2 separate regions of the Ovis aries genome follow, and region 1 is linked to region 2. Evidence: chromatin contacts called from public Hi-C data. All regions are on one chromosome and are shown on one strand. Each heading gives the region's core, a stretch centred on a gene start, on an enhancer-like site or on the middle of the called end of the contact. The rest is flanking DNA. Distances are from core to core; before and after follow the strand shown.

What was found. Hi-C and Micro-C count contacts between places; a contact is called where the count stands out from the background.
Region 1: a Hi-C map of liver shows a contact between it and region 2, with 3 times the contacts expected there. The contact joins the promoter of METTL2A here to the enhancer-like site in region 2. A contact is called at or near these places in 5 of 16 Hi-C or Micro-C datasets (hypothalamus, liver, omental adipose tissue and 1 more).

The regions. Positions count from the first base shown.
Region 1 is chr11:46,598,039-46,603,701 of ARS-UI_Ramb_v3.0, forward strand. METTL2A (methyltransferase 2A, tRNA N3-cytidine) reads left to right here and starts at 1,398. Exons shown (of 8, transcript XM_012186284.5): 1 at 1,398-1,513; 2 at 1,717-1,808; 3 at 3,705-4,060; 4 at 5,150-5,199; 5 at 5,537-5,597. The coding sequence starts at 1,404.
Region 2 is chr11:46,029,121-46,035,026 of ARS-UI_Ramb_v3.0, forward strand. No RefSeq gene overlaps it. Among named protein-coding and RNA genes, the nearest start is that of MYL4, 17 kb to the left of the region's middle. Within about 2 kb of position 4,456, at least 2 of the 54 cell types and tissues checked have an H3K27ac peak or open chromatin away from gene starts, as enhancers often do. A contact at or near this core is called in liver, where this site is marked.

The sequences.
Region 1 (5,663 bases), core at 148-2,647, 570 kb after region 2:
GATGACAGAACAAGATATCAAGAATAAATATGAACCAACCACCTTATCTACACAACCGACCTTGAGAAAAGATAAAAATTCTTGTACTTGCTTTTTGGAAAGGAGCTTTTGTTCAAAATGTTTCAAAAGACCATGAGAATAGCAAAACAGTATTGTTTCCAAATAAACTACAAGTTCTTTACTGTCATCTTTTTTATTCACTCCTGTATTTTTCTTTGTGATTTAGGGTTTGTTTCCTTTTTTTTTTTTTTTTTTTGGAGGGAAAGTTATAGAATCATCGCTCCCTTTGGTTTTGCCTATGGAAAGACGGGTTTCCCTGGTGGCTCAGTTGGTAAAGAATCCTCCTGCAATGCAGACTCAGGTTCAGTCCGTGGGTGGGGAAGATCCCCTGGAAAAGGGAATGGCTTACCCACTCCAGTATTCTTTCCTGGAAAATCCCACTGACAGAAGAGCCTGGTAGGCTACAGCCCATGTGGTCGTAAAAGAGTGAGACACGACTTAGCGACTAAACCACCACCACCACCATGGAAAGATTCAGCAATAAGCTATCACTGGTTACCAGTGTGTTAAACCTAGAACTATATTACTTAAATAACGAATCCCTTCTCTTCTTCCAAATGGTAGTCATCCCTCTTCTGGAAATCTCAATTAACTTTATCTTATATTGACAGCATACTTCCTTCTTTTGTAAGTTTGTGGCAATTATCGAAACAAATGTAAGGCTGGAAATGTATTAATTATATATATGTATGTATTACAATTCTGATTGTGCAAATAAGCTTTCATATGGATAATTCAAAAAGTTAGGTGGTGGGGTTATACTTTTAAACTTGTCCTTGGATATGTGATTTGACGGTTAAACTTCGTGTTCTCAAAATTCATTTCATATCCTTCTCCAGAAAAACAGTGTGGATATCAACAACACACACACACACACAACACACACTTTTTTCTTTCCTTTTTCACACTGTGAAAAGCTGGAAAACTGCCCTATTTCCTCGCCCTGCTTGCTATTTTTCTCAATTATTTTGGCCACTACTCTACAGTAAATCGAGGTAATTATCTAATTATTAAAGTGATTCAAAATTTTTTGTCTTACAACTTAAGAGAAACTGGGGACCTGTTAGAGCATCCTAGAATTAGGAGGCTCAAGTGGAACGTCTACCACTTTCTGGCCCGCCTGTTGAAGGACTAAAGACTCCGGGGCGAAAACCCGCTGACTCTCCTTCCCAAATAGCTCCATCCCACCAGGCAGAGTCCGAAAGCCGCCTCAACGGGAGACTTCATGACTGCCCCACCCGGCCTCCGTGTTTTCCCGCCCAGACCTTGCGATTTCCGAAAGGGGTGTGGCCTGCAGAGCCTTCGCGCGTGAGGGGAAAGTAGGTGTTTCCGGTTCCGGTGTCATGGACGGCTCCTTCCCTGAAGGCGATCCTGCAGCCGTCTGCGGGAAGAGGCAGCAATTCGGGAGCCGGTTTCTGAGCGACCCCGCTCGCGTCTTTCACCACAATGCCTGGTAAGTGCCCTACCCTTCGCCCGGCCTGCGGTTCGCCCTGTCCCAGCGCCGCAGAGCACTCTGAGAAGGCCCTGACCGCCGACCAGAGTCCTGCGGACCTACTCTTGGCCCTCTCCTCCCACGGAAGAGGCGCTTCGGGGCCAGCGACTCCCTGCCCGCGGCGAAAACCTGAGGCGCCTACGCTGCCCATTTCATTTCCCCAGGGACAACGTGGAGTGGTCGGAGGAGCAGGCCGCGGAGGCAGAGAGGAAAGTCCAGGAGAACAGCACTCAGCGGGTGTGCCAGGAGAAGCAAGGTGCGCCCAGGTGGACCCTCAGTGGTAATGACAGCCTGCGTACTGCTGGACATGCTCTCCGGAGAAGCCAGAGAACCGAGGCCCCGAGAGTCTTTGTTACTGGTCTGATACAGAACTCTGGGATAGAACGAGAAGGGGAGGGGTTGGGCAAGGCTGGGAAAGGGCTGTGCCTTGACATCTTGTTAGGGCATAAAGGGTGTTTTGGTTTTGCTTTTTTGTTTGGAAGAGGATAACTGTATCTCGATAGCGTTTTCTAGTGACTTAAGTCTTTCATTGGTGGCTCAGGTGATAAAGCGTCTGCCTACAATGCAGGCGACCTGGGTTCAATCCTTGGGGAGGGAAGATCTCCTGGAGAAGGAAATGGCAACCCACTCCAGTATTCTTGCCTGGAAAATCCCATGGATGATGGAACCTGGTAGGCTACAGTCCATGGGGTCGCAAAGAGTCGGACACGACTGAGCAGCTTCACTAAGTCTTTAATTATGTTGACTAGACCCATATCAATATGACTGACCTGTGGCAACATGATTGTCTTAGAGAATATTCTTTCTACATCATTACATTTTGCCCGAGGAAATGTTGCTATTACAGCTGGATTCAAGTGGTCAGATTCTAAATGATGGGGGGTGAGGGGTGGCTGGCTAACAAATCGTGAGTTATGTGTCTTTTCCTTGTGTGGTGGCTATGAGGTGGTAAGGCTTCTGCAAAGGAAAGGTGGATGAATCAGAGTGGAAATAAGTCTGGCCAAAGAAAAAGAAGCCTCTTCTGAAGAGGTGGATGATTTCACTGAAAAATATTCCTAGTTAGTAAAACTAGAACTGGTTGGGCCTGTGTTCTAAGTGACAGTTGAAGGTGGCACTAGAAATTGCAGAGTAGTACCCACAGAAATATTTCTGAACAAGTACAAGAGTCCAGTTATGAAATATTAACCTTACATAGTTTGACAAAGACTACATCAAAGCAAATTAAGGTTGAAAGGGATTTTGAAAATCATATAGTCCAATATCCTCTTTTTACAGTTAAAGAAACTTGGACTTCAGGACATTAAGTGCCTTGCCCAGAGGTAAGCAGTTTAGTTAGTAGTGGTAGAATTGAGATCCAGTTTCTTAGGTTTTTATTCTTCTACTACACTAGTCAAAGCTCTGTATTGGCAAGGAGCAGAAAGCTAAAATCTAGTTATAAGCCAGTGTTATCTCAAAAATAAGAAGTAAAATTGAAATCTAGGACTGCCTTGATCACCTTGAATAACACAGGTTTCTTTTAAATAGTCCATACTTGAGTCTGTCCTGTCCTCTATCATCAGATCTCTTCTTATCGGAACACTTTTCCTCTTGTCATCATTTTCTGTTTCCATGCTTGGTATCTGTTAGTAGTGAATTCATTTCTGGGCTCCACACTATAAAGAACCACAGACTCAGGAATATAATGTAAAGAAGATACAGTATCATACCTGTATTATAACCATTGACTTCACATGGGGAATAACTGAAGAACCTGGGACATTTAGCTTGTAAAAGAGGTTTTAGAAAGGGAAATAATGGCCCTCAAATACGAAAGAGCTGTTCTGTATGAGAAATAGTAGGACCTTTTGACCAGAAATGATTAGACAGGTTTTTTGCTTAATATTAGGATTTCCCAATAGTTAAGAGCCATCTAAAGATGTGGGAGGAGAATTGATAGGTAGTAAGTTTTCTGGCAGAAGTTGAAACTCCCTGGAAGGACAAGATAGAGAGCAAAGTCAAGTGTGATAGGACCAAATGACCACCAGCTCTGAGACTGAGGCTCTACTTGAGTATAACTTTTCATATAAAATTTGGTGAAGCAGGGTGATAATTTATATTGTATACAAATAAAACTGAGAGATGGTTCTTAAAATTCTTTCTTAAATATTTACAGCTGATTATGAGGTCAACGCCAACAAATATTGGAACAACTTCTACAAAATCCATGAAAACGGGTTTTTCAAGGATAGACATTGGCTTTTTACTGAATTCCCAGAGCTGGCACCTAGCCAAAATCACTTGACGAATTTGCTCTCAGAGAATAAGAAGAATGAAGTATATGAATACTATAGAAGTGGTGAGGATGGATCTGATTTAACAATAGAAGAACAGCATAGTTGTTCTTCTGTTAGCCTTGGAGATAAGACACAGCCACTTCTTATGGAAGAGAGTGTAACTCAGAAACTCCATCACCTGGAAATCTGTGCTAATGAGTTTCCTGGATCCTCTGCCACCTACCGAATGCTCGAGGTAACCTCCCTTTATTGTCCTGGCAGTGGGATTAGTGAGGCTGTCTTATGCACAGAGGGTGGCAATAGAGAGGCTGAGCCCCAAAGTAACTTCTGATGATGACGCTGACTAGACTTACCTCCTTTTTGTTGGCCTGGAATCACCTGCATTTTTGAGCTATTGAAATGTCCTAGATGCAGACCAGATGCCCTGGTCATGACAAACAAAGATAAATCAGCTGAGGTGCTACCTGGGAACATTATATTCTGTCCAAAAGTTGTAGTGTCCTGCTAACCCTGCCATCTGGTAGAGAGTCCCAGGTCAGAAGACAGCTTCTTTTACTTCTGATACAGTTATGAGATGGAGAGGTTAGTTAGGATGGTGCCTGCTTTTCAGATGTGGGAGATTTCTTGCCTTCTCAGTCTGGATGTGTGGTAGAGGCTCGGCTAGACCTGAAAAAGAAAAGTGTGCACTGTAAAGTGAATATTCACAAAAGTGACCACACACGCCACCAGAAGCTGATTAGTTTTGGGACTGAGTCCTCTGACATGACTTTGTGTTGGTCCCTGATCCTCCCCAAGTGGAATGGGACTTCCGCCTCATAGTTATTACTGGGGTTAATTGAGATAATGTCTATATAATGGCTGAGGATGGTGTCTGACACACAGTACGCTCTGAGTAAATGGTGCTGTTTTCATTATTACCACACCCAGCACTGAACTTAGGACAGTGTTGCCATGGTTCCCTTCATGACTTTTTCAATCCAGTCTACTAGAAACATTTTTCCAGTAATGGTATAGTGGAGCTCAGTAAGAAAATACTCTGTTTACAGGACCATTTGCCCAAACTCAAAAAGTAAGAGCAGCCCATGCTCTTTTTCCACAGGCCAGGTCCCATCCTGCTGATAAAAGCCCATACTCTCGTCTACTATGGCTACCTCTTTAAGGGTTCCTGAGGTCACGGGCAGGGAGTGTCATGATTAGCTCTAGTCACTACACCTTTCCTAATACAGTAAGACAAATTGTCTATTGTTGATTATTTATTTACTTTAGGGAATTAATTCCTTGGGAATTCTGTGATTAATAGTTCATTTCTGATTTCTGTCTACAGGTTGGTTGTGGTGTGGGAAACACAGTCTTCCCAATTCTACAAACTAACAAGTAAGGTTTGTTGTAGTCTTAACAGCACGTCAGCAAAGAAAAAAGTGATGCATTGTTGTTTCTTGGAACTCTTAGTATAACCGAATGGTAACAGCAATTACTGGGAGCTGTGGGTTACAGGAGATTAGATGTCTACATTATCCAATTATGGATTGTTTTGACTTAATTGACTTATAAGTTGTCTTTGTCATCAGGGAAAGTAGTGAGTGTTAAACCTGTTGCTTTGTTAACATGTGGTGCCTTTGATATTTTAACTCTGCTGCATAGTGTAGAGAATCGACATCATCCAGTTTGTAATCTAATGCCTCTGCTGTGGTTTTTTTCCTGCCCATTTCAGTGACCCAAGCCTCTTTGTTTACTGTTGTGATTTTTCTTCCACAGCTGTAGAACTGGTCCAGGTAAGTCCAGTGCTCCTATCAGTAAGTTTCACTGACTTAAGGGGAAAAGGGCCTCATAAAAATCAA
Region 2 (5,906 bases), core at 3,206-5,705:
GTGTTCCACTGTATGTGTGCAGGTACCACATTTTGTTTATGGTCCTTATAACTTGTTTTGATCACGCCACATGGCATGGGGGATCCTGGTTCCCTGACTGGGGATCGAACTTGCACCTGTCCCCTGCATTGGAAACTCAGTCTTAACCATTGGGCCACCAGGAAAATCCCAGTGCTTGTATCCTCATATGGGCCCTTTAGGTGTCTCGTCCCCTGAGAGCAAGGCCCCTGATGCCTGATTCACCCCTGCTTGTTCTGGACATCTCACTGACTCCCTGGCCACATCCAGGACTCCATACAGGACTCTGCATCAGGGGGAGCATCAGGGCTTCAGAGGGAGCACAGACTTCAGGCTGGGCAGGCAGCGGTGTGGCGGGCAACTGGGAAAAGGAGGGCAGGCAGGGGTGTGGCGGGAGGCAAGTGGGAAAAGGAGAGACAAGAAACCAGAGATTGAGAAGAAGGGGACCGACCAGGTCATGAAATGAAAGACACATATGAGCAGAACCCCTCTGGATGGGAGTCTCCACATCCCTGAGAGCCCCCCAAGGTGGATTAGACCCTTCTCCTCTCACAGCCTTTCTGCTGCCCTCTCAAGGGATCCAGCTGCAGAACTTTGTGAAACATCCTTTATAAATCCAGCCAAGGCTGAGATTCCATGAGCCCAAAAGGGAAGTTGTCATGGGAAGCTGAGAACCATGAGCCCAAACTCAGCCTCCTCAGAATTTAAAGTCTCGTTGGGAAGGTGAGACCAAGGCCCCCAAAGATACCATGTGTATCTTTTCTTCTGTGAGGAAGGGGCTCCAGTGATGGGAGAGACCTGTTGAATCATAAAACTTGAGATCTTTATGCAGTTGCGATAGGGGTCATTGACTCCAGTGGTTTTCAAATGTGATTGTAGCTCTGTAGCCTTTAAAAAAATTGTTTATTTATTTGTTTGGCTGTGCTGGGTCATAGTTGTAGCTATTCCCATTCATGGGCTCTTAGCGGCAGATAGGATCTAGTTCTCAGGCCAGGCATTGAACCCAGGCCCCTTACGTTGGGAGCAGAGTCTTAAATCACTGAACCAGCAGGGAAGTCTTGGCTCCACAGCCTTTCACTCAAGCTAAATTCTGTGCAGAAGCCAATGCATGAACCGAATGGAGCAGAGATTCTCCAGCTGAGGAGGTGAGGAGTGGATGCCTGTATCTTGAGCCTCTATCTGGGCTCCTTAGAGCACAACCAGAAGACCACTGACTGAGTCAGACCTGCTAAGTGTAAAGGGAAGGAAATGGCTCCTTAGGAGAGACTTGACTCACCCAGGGTCACAGCTAATGACCTATGAACCCAGGTCCCCAGAATCCCCAATTTTCCCATTTTTCGACACACATCAATCAGCCTTTGAAATTTTTTTCAAGTTAGGCTCTTGGGAGCGTCTCTCTTGTATTATCCCTACCATTCTGCTTGATCGATTTTGGCTTTACTTTTAAATTTTATTTTATTTTAATTTTTATTTATTTTATTGCCGGATAATCTCAGATTCCCAACCAGGGATTGAACCCGGGCCATGGCAGTGAAAGCCTGGAATCCTAGCCACTTGGCCACCAGGGAACACCCCATCATTTCTCCTTTTTTAATTAATTAATTAAGATTTTTATGTGGATCATTTTAAAAATCTTTATTGAATTTGTTACAATACTGTTTCTGTTTTATGTTTTGGCTTTTTGGCCATGAGACATGTGGAATTTTAGCTCCCCAACCAGGGATCAAACCCACATGCCCTGCATTGGAAGGTGAAGTCTTAACCACTGGACTGCCAGGGAAGTCCCTATTTCTCCTTTTTAAGAGTCACTCTCCCTGACTTGAAATGCCAGCATGCCTCCTCAGTGTTGGGGCCTTGTCGGGTTTCCCTCACTTTCTTTTCCTTTCTTCCCTCCCACCTTCCCTCCCTCCCTTTCTTTCTTCATGAAGTGTTTATTGTCCGCTGTAAACATTTAGGAGGAATTGGGGCCAAGCTCCCAATGATTAAAAACTGAAAGTGTTTTCCCCGCCTACGTCGATTACCGTGCGGTTAAGCAAGGACGTAAGCATCCAGGGACTAACCGCAGAATGACCCCCACGCAGCACAACACCAGCAGGACCACTTCTTCCACGTCACGCACAGTGTAATTTCCAAGGGCCCTGCACCAAGAGGAAGTGAGACGTGACTGGGATGATCTTTCTTAGTGGGCTTTAGGTGAGACCTTAGTGGAAAAGATGACACAAGGCTGGTACTCAGGTTCAAGCAGGAAAGGGGCAGGAAAGGGGGTCACAGACTTATCTGACACTTACTGAGTGCCAGCTGTGTGTATGGCACTGGCTTGGGCCTTGAGGATACACTGAACTGGGAAAACACAGTCCCTGCCCTCATGGAGCTTACAATCCAGTGGGAAGACAGATATTAAATAGTTGTGATCATGTGACAGATAACAGCCAACACTTATTGAATGCAATATCAGTTCTGATTATCTTTGGCTGTGGGTTACGGAGACTAGAAGACAGTGGCTTAAAACACACGAAAAGTACGTTTTCCCCTCCCACTGAAGGTGGGGGTTGGCTGTCCAGCCGTTCTGCACAAAGTCCTCGGACCTAGACTCCTTTTATCTTGTGACATTGCACCGTGCCCTCTACTCACAGTCCTGATGGCTGTTCTGGATCAGCCACCTTGGCTCCTGAGGGAATATTTCTGGAAGCATTTCCTACCCGGTGAACCTCCTCAGGAACTGGTGTAGCTCACCGGGGTCTTTATTGTATTCGGCCTCCTCATTTGAAGACACAAGAACCTTTGTGCTCCTAGTCATCTTTTCCCCGCCCCAGCCTCCTCCGCAGCTTCCCTGGTGGCTCAGATGGTAAAGGACCCACCTGCAGTGCAGGAGACCCAGGTTCAGTCCCTGGATTGGGCAGATCCTTGGTGAAAGGAGTGGCAATCCACTCCAGCATTCTTGCCTGGAGAATCTCATGGGAGAGCCTAGCAAGCTGTTGTCCATGGGCTCACGTGACTAAGCACACACACACAACCTCCTCCTGGTCGGCCCATCAGTAAGGCTCAGCACTCGTCCCGTCTGAGAAGAGCTATGGGTAAAACTGACCCATCTGCAAGATTTTCTTTGAATGGACTGACTTCCAATACTTCAAACCGGGACTCAGACCATGCCTTGGTCTGCTTGGGTTGCTAGGACAAAACACTACAGCTTAAGTGGCTTCAGTAACAGACGCTGATTTCTCACAGATTTGGAGGCTTGGAGTCTGAGATCAAAGTGTAAGCATGATTGGGTTCTGGTAAGGCCTCTTTCTGGCCTCCAGGTGGCTAATTTCCTGCTGAATCCTAACAGAGAGGAAAAAAAAGGAGAGAGAAAGAGAGCAAGAAAGAAAGACAGTCAGAGAGACAGACTGATCCCAGTATGAGGGCTCCACTCTCGTGACTTCACCAAAACGTAAGTAGCAAAGGTTTTACCTCCAAGCACCATCACACTGGAGACTAGGGGCTTTACCATATGAATTTTGGGGGACACAATTCAGTCTCAGGGCAGACCATGTAACTTACAGGAACAGGACTGCGCCCCCTGTGGTCCCTTCTCTCACCCTGCAGGCTGGCTGACTGTGGACTTGAGAGGGCGGCACCACAGGAGGATGAGTAAGGTGGGAGGTGGAAGGAAGGGGTGTCCCAGCTCTTGGGTGGATTGAAGGAAGGCTCCAGCCTGGAGCTAGACATGGCACCATTCTGACAGGGTGACGGCAAGTGATGGACATGGGAAAATCGCTTTAGTGGAGCACAGAGGAATGTACCCATAGGCTGGGCATCGTGCCTCCCAGAGATTGGTACAGGAAACCCGGCCCCCAGTGCAACTACCTTCCCACCCTAAACCCTGCAGACAGATGCGGAGGAGAAAGTTGTATGCTTCAGGTCAGAGAGGTTGGGGAGTTTTCTTTAAAGTTCCCATTGCCGGAGGGAATGAGCCAAGGCAAGTGTAGGGAGGAGACTTAATGCTCTTTTCACTCAGCTGCTTTCCTCTGCAGCGTTTATTAGTAGAAAAGGGCCCTAAGGGATTTGGGGGGTGGCGCAATACCTATGTTACACCACTAGATGGCAGAATTGCAGCAGCCATGCTTCCAAAGGACGCCCAAGAGTGAAAATTACAGGAAAACTGATTCCCACCCTGGGCTGGAAGGAACTCTCAGAAATCACTTAGTCCATCTCTATGTTTTAAGAAAAATGGAGGTTTTATTCATTTTCAAAGACTCACAACTATTAGTGAGCTTCCTTCAGGAACCCCTCAAAGGTTTTTCAGCGAGGGGGCAGAGAGAGGACTGTTTTGGAAACACGGAAACCTGGCATCTAGACCAGTTTTGCTCCTAAAACACACACACTCGGCTTCTGATCCACAGGTTGCAAAATAAGGAAGTCGATTAGATCACTTTAATGTCCTTTCCAGCTCTCTGATTCAGGTCATTTGGAATGCACCCAACTACTTGCTATACTCAACTCAGAATGATCTCTGTTCATTTCCAAGGCAAACCATTCAGTATCACGGGAATCCAAGTCTATGCCCCGACCAGGAACTCTGAAGAAGCTGAACAGTTCTATGAAGACCTACAAGACCATCTAGAACTAACACCCAAAAAAGATGTCCTTTTCATTATAGGGGACTGGAATGCAAAAGTAGGAAGTCAAGAAACACCTGGGGTAACAGGCAAATTTGGCCTTGGAGTACAGAATGAAGCAGGGCAAAGGCTAATAGAGTTCTGCCAAGAGAATGTACTGGTCATAGCAAACACCCTCTTCCAACAACACAAGAGAAGACTGTACACATGGACATCACCAGATGGTCAACACCAAAATCAGATTGATTATATTCTTTGCAGCCAAAGATGGAGAAGCTCTATACAGTCAACAAAAACAAGACCGGGAGCTGACTGTGGCTCAGATCATGAACTCCTCATTGCCAAATTCAGACTGAAATTGAAGAAAGTGGAGAAAACCACTACACCATTCAGGTATGACCTAAATCAAATCCCTTATGATTATACAGTAGAAGTGAGAAATAAATTTAAGGGACTAGATCTGACAAAGTGCCTGATGAACTATGGATAGAGGTTCATGACATTGTACAGGAGACAGGACTCAAGACCATCCCCAGGAAAAAAAATGCAAAAAAGCAAAATGGCTGTCTGAGGAGGCCTTACAAATAGCTGTGAAAAGAAGGGAACCAAAAAGCAAAGGAGAAAAGGAAAGATATACCCACCTGAATGCAGAGTTCCAAAGAATAGCAACGAGAGATAAGAAAGCCTTCCTCAGTGATCAATGCAAAGAAATAGAGGAAAACAATGGAATGGGAAAGTCTAGAGATCTCTTCAAGAAAATTAGATTTACCAAATGAATATTTCATGCAAAGACGGGCTCAATAAAGGACAGAAAGTGTATGGACCTAACAGAAGCAGAAGATATTAAGAAGAGGTGGCAAGAATACACAGAAGAACTGTAGAAAAAAGAGCTTCCTGACCCAGATAATCACGATGGTGTGATCAATTCACCTAGAGCCAGACATCCTGGAATGTGAAGTCAAGTGGGCCTTAGAAAGCATCACTACGCACAAACTAGTGGAGGTGATGGAATTCCAGTTGAGCTGTTTCAAATCCTGAAAGATGATGCTGTGAAAGTGCTGCACTCAATATGCCAGCAAATTTGGGAAACTGAGCAGTGGCCACAGGACTGGAAAAGGTCAGTTTTCATTCCAACCCCAAAGAAAGGCAATGCCAAAGAATGCTCAAACTACTGCACAATTGCACTCATCTCACATGCTAGTAAAGTAATGCTCAAAATTCTTCAAGCAAGGCTTCAGCAATATGTGAACCGTGAACTTCCAGATGTTCAAGCTGGTTTTAGAAGAGGCA